Regions from separate parts of the Sus scrofa genome. Here region 1 is linked to region 2. The links are chromatin contacts, called in public Hi-C maps. All regions are on one chromosome and are shown on one strand. Each heading gives the region's core, a stretch centred on a gene start, on an enhancer-like site or on the middle of the called end of the contact. The rest is flanking DNA. Distances are from core to core; before and after follow the strand shown.

The links. A called contact is a pair of places that touch in the nucleus more often than the background predicts.
Region 1: a contact with region 2 is called in a Hi-C map of retroperitoneal adipose tissue, with 2.6 times the contacts expected there. The contact joins two enhancer-like sites. A contact is called at or near these places in 26 of 47 Hi-C or Micro-C datasets (alveolar macrophages, blood, brain and 14 more) and 2 of 2 datasets of contacts at active chromatin or transcription factors (alveolar macrophages and skeletal muscle).

Annotation. Positions count from the first base shown.
Region 1 is chr13:3,069,710-3,074,044 of Sscrofa11.1, reverse strand. It overlaps a transcript of ANKRD28 not described here. Among named protein-coding and RNA genes, the nearest start is that of ANKRD28, 14 kb to the right of the region's middle. Within about 2 kb of position 1,579, at least 13 of the 83 cell types and tissues checked have an H3K27ac peak or open chromatin away from gene starts, as enhancers often do. A contact at or near this core is called in mesenteric adipose tissue, omental adipose tissue and retroperitoneal adipose tissue, where this site is marked.
Region 2 is chr13:2,878,868-2,883,266 of Sscrofa11.1, reverse strand. BTD (biotinidase) reads right to left here. Exons shown (of 4, transcript XM_013981377.2): 2 at 333-564. The coding sequence starts at 554. Among named protein-coding and RNA genes, the nearest start is that of HACL1, 40 kb to the right of the region's middle. Within about 2 kb of position 2,601, at least 27 of the 83 cell types and tissues checked have an H3K27ac peak or open chromatin away from gene starts, as enhancers often do. A contact at or near this core is called in mesenteric adipose tissue, omental adipose tissue and retroperitoneal adipose tissue, where this site is marked.

The sequences.
Region 1 (4,335 bases), core at 330-2,829, 190 kb before region 2:
GGCATGTTGTCACAAATTAAGTACCCATTAAGTGCCTAGAACCATCATAGGTATTCAGGTGACCTGGGATGTTCATCCCTGCCCAGTATGAATGGCCAGCCTGTTCCATCTTCAGATAAAATAATGCTAGGTAAAAAAGTACTATCTTACATTGAGCTAGATTTTATCTCCCTGCTTGATTCTAGTTCTTACTTCTAGAACTGTGCAATTTGAAATCTCTTCACAATGATAGCACTTCAGATGTTTTACAGCTATCATATTCTCCTTGGCTCCTTTTCAGATGAAACATCTTTAGCTCTACTGACACTTAGGATGTGGTTTTTAAATCCACGATCATTCTGGCTGCCATCTTTGAATGTGTTTCGGTTTCATTACTCTAGATGCGGTTTGACCCTATGTCTAGTAATTAGATTTACTTTTCATAAAGGAGAAAAGCGAGATTAATAGGAAACATTTTTGATATAAAACTTTGATTTTAATTGGTTAAAATTAAAGTGTAATTATATAGGTTCATATTCTAAAGTGTACTGTTTTCTTTTCTCAGTAGCATTTGTGAAATGATTGCCTTTGGTCCTTCCCAAAACAAATTATTGATGATTAGTTTTTTCTCCCTTTTAAAAATAAATCTCCAGAGCCCTCAGAGTATCTCATAATGGTGGTAAAATTAAACTATTGAAATAAAATGCCAAGATTTAATCTTTCTATATAGTAAATAATATACTGTTAGTTGCCTACTCACTGGCCATTACCCACTTCCTTCCTTGCATGTCCCAGTTTTGTTTGGTTGCCCCTGGCTTATGTGACTTGGAGAAATCCCTAATAGTGTAAGCTAATCAGAGTAATCCTTCTTTGCCTGGTCATGATTTGTTTAGAAAGGGACATGTGATTGGCCAAGTCTGGTCATATTTTGGGGGAAGTCAGTTTAGGTAGCTTCTGTGAAGTCTTCTTTGTATCTGAAAAGGTAGACACAGAAGGAAACTCCCCCTTCTCTTGGATAGCAGTATGTGTCTGATATGATGCCTTGCAGTGACTACAAAGGGAAATATGCAAAGGTCCATGTTGAGTCTGACAGAAGAGCTGGAAAGAGCTCAGGTGTTCTACCTGATGGTGTTGAGTAAAGATCAGTCACCTTGGAACTACCTTATTTTACTACTTTTTGTTCATGATGATAATAAGATATCAATAAAAAAACAGTAAAGATATTGTTTGACCCAGTTTGATGTGACATACTATTTTAGTTTAGGATAGCCCTAATATTAAAGAACAAACATATTTGTTAGTCTGTTGCACAGAAGAGTAGATATTTTTGGTGGTAGGCCAATTTAGATGTAATGATGAACCTGGTAATTGTGAGGTCACATTAAAATTATATTGCAGTCAAAGTTTCATAGATATTCTTATATTACTGAATGTTTTCATTGTGAACAAAACAGACTAAAGAATTTCTGTCATTGGACATTCCCTGTGGCACAGCAGGTTAAGGATCCAGCATTGTCACAGCTGTGGCACAGGCTGCAACTGTGGTGTGGGTTTGATCCCTGGCCTGGGAACTTCTGTATGCCAGAGGCATGGCCAAAGAAACATTTCTGTCATACAATAACTGATAGCACGTTTAACTACCCAGTTATTTAAGAATGAGCTTGTTATCAATTCTGACAGGGACCCTCTTCTTTCCACTTACAAAGTTAAAAATTGACTACCTTTAAAGGAATTGACATTGTTTTATTCTGAAATAACATTAGGTTATAAGCATGACTTTGTACATGTTTATCGAGGGCATGAAAATCTATTTATGCAGAAAAATTCCATGACTGAGACACATTAGAAACACCCTTTCCTTCTTTCAACAATAGAAACTTCTTTATAAAATTTTAGATAGCACTCTTTAATAGAGGAAACTAAAGAATATGAAAAATGTTGTAAACTATCTGAGTCATCACTTGGATTTGAAAATAGTTACTTTCAGTATTTTTGTCTCCACCCTTCTATGGTTTAGAAGAATGTGAATCATCATCTTTAGTATTTCCCAACGGTAGCTACTTTGAGGTGGAAGTTTGGCGTATGCAGTCCCAATTGGTGTTTGAAATAATTCATGTGCACTTCAGCTACTGATCTTACTGCCCTTGTGGGAATTCCGTGGATGGCTCATGTAATTATTGCTTATAAAGGTAAACATTGAGTAACCATAGCAACTTATTTTTAAATTGAAATTTTTCTTCCTTTGGTTTTTAAAGTACAGTAACTTGATACTATATTTATCTCAGTGTCACTCCATTGTAGAAACCAGAATGAATTGCAAATAACCTTTCCTCAGTTTTTTTTAAAGGAAAGCAGAAATTCAGCCTGTTTAAAATATGAATCGTATACACTACTACTTTGTAGTATTCAGCCTAAGTTGTCTTTGAGACAGTTGCTAAAAGATTATTCATTACATAAATAATAATGCAATGATATGTCAGAGAATGTGTTTCTCATGGGCCTGGTAAACATAAGTTACATGGCAGACATGCTGCTGGTTAGCATAAATTCCAGCCCCAAATTGTACTAATAGGTGATCAAGTAGGATATTTTTACAGGTAATACAATGTAAAAAACTTTAATTCATTCTGGCCTTTAGTCTGAATTATAAATACCTTTTTATGAAGAAAATAGTCTAACCTTAAAAAATACTGTCTAAATACAGTAGTACATATTTTATAATGAGGTAGGGCCCCCCCCCCCTTAGTTTTGATATACTGGGTATATTCTAAGAAACTACCCATATTGTTATGTTCAGTTTGTTAAAATTTGCTTTCATACTTTTCAAAGGAAACAGTTTTTTGTTTTTTAAGACTGAAGTCTGAAAACAGTCATTTCAATATTGACTTAGATCTTAAGTTCTCATTTATAACTCTTGAATCTACTCTCTTCCCAGAAAGCCCATTCCATTTCCTGTCTTCACTGAAACTCACTGTTTTCATAAGTACGTGCTTCTCCACAGGACTTCTCAAGTATAGCTAGCTGTCCCTTTGCTCACAGCCATTATATCCTAGGAAAATGTTTCTAGTCTTCATACCTATGAAAACATTCTCCAGAGCATATGGAAGTTCCTGGGCCAGGGATTGAATCTGAGCTGCAGATGTGACTTCTGCCACAACTGTGGCATCACTAGATCCTTCAACCCACTGCACCAGGCTGGGGATTGAACCTGCACCTCTGCAGCAACCCGTCCCACAATTGGATTCTTAATCACTTTGCACAGCAGGAACTCTTCCTCCCTCCTTCTCCTTTTTATGGACGCATGACATATGGAAATTCCCAGACCTGGGATTGAATCGAAACCGCAGCTGTGGCCTGTGCCACAGCCATGGCGATACCAGATCTGAGCCGCATCTGTGACTTTCACTGCAGCTAACAGCAATGCTGGATCCTTAACCCATTGAGCAAGGCCAGGAATCAAACTTGCATCCTCACAGAGACAATGTCTGGTCCTTAACCTGCTGAGGCAGAGTGGAATCTCTGAGATCTTTCTTTCTTCATGTTGGTATTTTTTTGGTATAAACTTCCCTCTTAGTACTTTTGCTACATCTGATGAGTTTTGGTATGTTATGTTTTCATTTTTGTCTCAAAATACTTTCTGACTTCCCTTTTGATACCTTCTTTGACTCACTGGTTGTTCAAGACTGTGTTTAATTTCCACATTTTCTAGTATTCCTTCTGCTGTGGATTATTAGTTTCTTCTCAAATTTATTAAAATTTACTTTGTGGCATAAGATGTCATCTATCCTGGAGAATGTTCTTTGCTTGCAAAGAGTGTATATTCTGTTGGTGTTGGGCAGAATGTTCTATATATGTCTTTTAGTTCTGTGACAGATATTTTAAGCTGATAAATTTAATCTCCTATAAAAACTGTAATTTCTTGCCACCTACCCTGTGTTATTGATGTCACCATTTACGTATTTTTGTATTTTGTGTCCATTAACACATTTTGTATTTATTTTTAATGTTTTTGACTTTTAACTTTTATACTAGAAATAAGCATTAAACACCACCATTATGGTATGATAGTGTTCTGCATTTGTTTACATGTTTACCATTTCCAGAAGGTTTTATTTTCTTCTGTGTTAATGTTGCTGCTCAGCATCCTTTCTAATGAGCTAGCCTGTGCAGTCTTAGGAGGAGGATTCCCTTGTACGTGACGAGTCACTTTTCTCTTGCTCTGTTTTAGTGTGTCTTGAAGTGGTTTTTTTGTTTTGTTTTGTTTTGTTTTATTTTTTGAGGAGTCCTTTGGGCTTTCTGGATCTGGATATCTATTTCCTTTCCTAGATTTGGGAAGTTTTTGGCTGTTTCTTTGCA
Region 2 (4,399 bases), core at 1,352-3,851:
TCTGCCGGCCTAGGAGCTGGGCACCCACTTTTGTTTACAGGCAGCCAAGCACTCCCTTGGCCCAGCCATGTGTGAGAACCCAAGGTCTGGCCCTGGGCTTCCCAGACTGGAGGAGAAGCATCACCTGGAGATCCTGCTAAAATGTAGATTCTGACTCAGCAGGTCCAGGGTCGGGAGGGGCTCCTGATGCTAATGGGCCTTGGACCACCCTCTAGCAAATGGGACTCATTCAACTCAGCTTTACCCCTGGAGCCCATTTCCCAGGGAGCTGCAGGGCCCACCGGCCAAGGGCTGATGAGCAGTGGACACGAGGCCCCAGGAGCACAGCTTGCCTTTTGAGCTGCGATCATCACTTGCTGTTCATAGATGTCAAGGTTCTGGTTCATGAGCTCCAAGGCCTGTGTGCGGCTGATGAGGGACAGCGGGTCCAGGCTGAGGATGGACCGGTGCTCATACACAGCAGCCACGTACTGGGCATCTTCAGCCTGGACCCCCAAGGCTGCCACGCTGCAGACACACAGGAAGAGGGCGAGCTGACGACTGGCTCCGGACATGATCAGGAATCTAGAATGTAACGAGGCAAGGAGAAGACAGCTGAGTCACGGGTCCTGCCAAGATTTCAACTTTCACAGCTGTGATTTATTAATCCCGGCAATTAAACTCACCCGCTGTGATGCTCAAAGGTTTGTTTCATGTTCCTAATAAGAGGCTATGTGTTTCTCTCCAAACACGTAGCGAGTTAGCTTTTAAAATGCCTCACTGTGTTAATGGTCTGGTTTTAGAACATTTCAAAACAGACCCGGTGTTTGCCACAATGTTCTTCCCCAGCAGGATGGCAGTCACTCTTCTAGCTGTGCGCCTCGGATTTGGGCAAAAGTAACTATTCTCATTATTTTACATAATTCGGTGACATAGTCCACAGCCCACCACCTGCCCTCCATACGCACAAACAATCCACAGCTATGACAGCTGTGATAACAATACAGCTCAGCTATCCTAGCCACAAAAACCTGATGGATCACTAGCCTTTGGTTAGTAATGAATATAAAGGGCAAACCTCCCTTTACACAGCACGACATTCTTTTTGGGGAGTCGGGGGAGCATGCCCGTGGCATGTGGAAGTTTCCCAGCCAGGGACTGAACCTGCACCACAGCAGTGATAACGTTGTGTCCTTAACCCACTAAGCCACCAGGTTATTCCAACATTCTTTAATCTGGTGCAGAGAAACTGCTGACCTCTACTTAAATGCCATTTTATGGACAGTCAAAAGAAGTCTTCCCATTAAAACATGACTTTTCCCCACTCCAAGACTCTTGGACTCTCTTGGACTCCAAGACTCTTGGGAAAAACAAGCATACTAGTTTGGAAATAAAATCCTCTTGCAGGATCCTGTTGTGGCTCAGCAGGTTAAGAATCTGATGGGTATCCATGAAGATGCGGGTTCGATCTCTGCCCTCACTCAGTCGATTAAGGATCTGGCATTGCTATGGCTGTGGTACAGCCCAGCAGCTATAGCTAGGATTTGACTCCTATCCTGGGAACTTCCAACTGCCACAGGTTTTGGCACTAAAAAGCAAAATAAAATAAAAATCCTTTTTCAGTAACCAAATGCAATCTTCTAGAAAGTAAACTCAGCTTTGCAGCTCCTACCATAAAAGATTTGAAGCAAATCATACCTCTGACAGTGACACTTCTGTGTGCCTTTTTCCACCCCCCCAGAATAGGAATTTTAATTTCTAATAGTTCTGTGTACTAGGTGTTTTAGAGTGAAGAGTCCAGTTCCGCCTTGAAAATCAGCCTGGCCTCCTGGCTGAAGCCCCTCCCCTGGCACACAGACTTCCCAGGTGGTGTGCCACGGTCAGGCCCCCTGCTCTGAGGCCAAGCGCCCAGGCTGACTAGCCGCCCTGGGAATCCAAACAAACATCAAGACAACAGAGACAAATTGAGGAACCATTTTCTCTTTAAAGAGAAAATGACACCCTGGCCAAGTCTACTCAGAACCCATGTTTGCATTTGAAAACTAGACTCTCCAAGCCACTGCACATTGCTTTTTCTCTCAAAAGTTCCAGGAACAAAAGCAACCATAATTATTTTCAGCAACAGACCACGGAACTGGAGTGCTCCATCAGAATCCTGGCAAACTCAGACTTCTCAGCATGATCAGCGTGCCCCGGCACCCCAGCCCTGCCCCATCTCAAACTGTTACTTCCTCCCCCAGGGAATAAACGTACCATCCAAATACCAGAGCCCAGGACAGGCTGCCATCCATCCGGGACACTGTGAACTGTGTTTGAAGATGAAAACAAGGGGCCTTTGAGTGAGCAGTCATGAGATTTTGAGTAGAAACAAAAGTAGAATTGATAAGCTTTCTTATCTGAATTTTGCCGCTGAAGAACAGCAAGGAATAATTTTTAAAGTCTCAAAATCTGTTTTCCACTTCATCTCTGGTTTCAGAATAATGATAATGGGGGTGGTGTGAGGGGGGAGACTTTTATCTTCAGTCATATTCACAGTATTTCTAAAGCATAAGGCTGTGGCCTCATTAAGGGATGGAGGGGGTGGGGGTGGAGGGAGCCCACGAACCAGGGCACGGTTGGGGGGGGTCAGGGGTCCTGGAGCCAGGAGTGGCATTGACACTGTCCTCCCTTTTCAGCTCAGAGCTGCACGGTACCGATTTGGGGACAGAGAACGTTTGTTTAAATCTCAGGGACTTGCAATCCAGCAAAACAAGGACATTGTGGGACCGGCAATATAGCACCTTTCTTTCTACTTTGAGAAAATACGTTTAGATTATTTACAAAAGGAGCCTGGTAGGAGAGCTGTGAGGGGCCATCATTTCTGCCTGAACAGAGGCAGGTCAGGAAGAAAAGGCTATGCGGATTCTTGCCAGTATTCACGTGAGAGAGAAGCCAGCCTGGTAAGGGAGGAGAGGATGAGTCATGATGATGAAAATAGGCACAGGAGTGTGCCCTCGCTGAAGAGTGGTGAAACCGCAGACGTTTTAACCAAATTGCAAACTCTGGTCTTCCCTCTTTATGTGGCACCACGCAGCAGCCGCAGGAAGGACCGAGCAAGGCCAGGGGCTTAGAGGGGCCTGGGCGCAGGCTGGAAAGTGGCCTGGTGCCGGCTCGGGACCAAGTGCAAGGGGGCTTGGGGGGCTCCCCAGGAATAATGGCCCCGGAAGTCATGAGGGTTTTGGGGATCCAGCAACTGATCCACCTGCAGCGCTGGCCAGGGCCTGGCCCATAAACAGAATGGTGGCTGGAGGTGTGTGTGCAGCCTGGAAAACGTGGCTACGAACATCCTTCCACCACAGGGCATCTGACACAAGGCTAAACTCCAGGAAGGCCCCACTGAGGTGACAGTGTGCTTCCACACTTTGCTTCATGCCCTCCACCAAGACGGGGGCTGGGAGGCGCTCACTGGGACATGCATGTGACACGTGCCAGGGCTCCACCTGGTGTGGGTGTTAGGGACCCAGCCGGGAAGGCACCCAGCCCTTCCCAGCGGACCCCTCCCCCATGTATGGGGAGACTGACACAGTCAAACACAAACAGCCCCCTGCTTAGGACGCTTTGACTTCATGATGGCTCAGAAGCCACATGCATTCAGTAGAAACCGTACCCAGAAGTTAGTATATGGACCTTTCTTGGGTGAGCGACGTGCAGTGCAACCCCATCTCTGATGCTGGGCAGGGCAGCCATGGCCTCCAGACACAAGGGTGAACAACCAACACACTGACCACCATTTGGGCCCACATCCCATCCTCTTTTCCCCTCTAAGTACAGACCTCCAGAAATTCCATGAGATAGTCAACCCTTTGTGGGGTTTTGGGGGGAGAGGGGATTTTTTTTTTGGCGTGCCTGAAGCATGTGGAAGTTCCTGGACCAGAGACCGAACCTGTGCCACGGCAGTGACAACACTAGATCCTTAACCCATTGAGCCACCAGGGAACTCCTCGACCCTTGTTGCAAAACAGGCCTTGTGTTAGAGGGTTCTGCCCCACTCACTTCAGGCTGATGGGAATGTTCTGAGGCCATGTAAGGTGGGCCTGGCTGAACTGGGATGTTTGGTAGCCTCGGTGTAGTAAATGCATTTTGAACTATGGTATTTCCAACGTACGGTGGGTTTGTTGGGATATTAACCCCATCATGAACTCAGGAAGTTCTGTACCTGGTATGTCAGATGGCAGTAAGTACTAGGAAGAGATAGAGATGGGGGAGGGTGCAGGTATCTGTGAGGAGGCCCTGGATACCTGGGGGATGAGGGTTCCGGGCAGAGGACTGCTCGGTCAAAAGGCCCAAGTGAGAGCTTTCGGGGATTCAAGAAACAGCAAGGACAGCAGTGCGCTGGAGCCCAGGGACCAGGAAAGGCTGAAGAAATTCGAAGTCAGAGGGA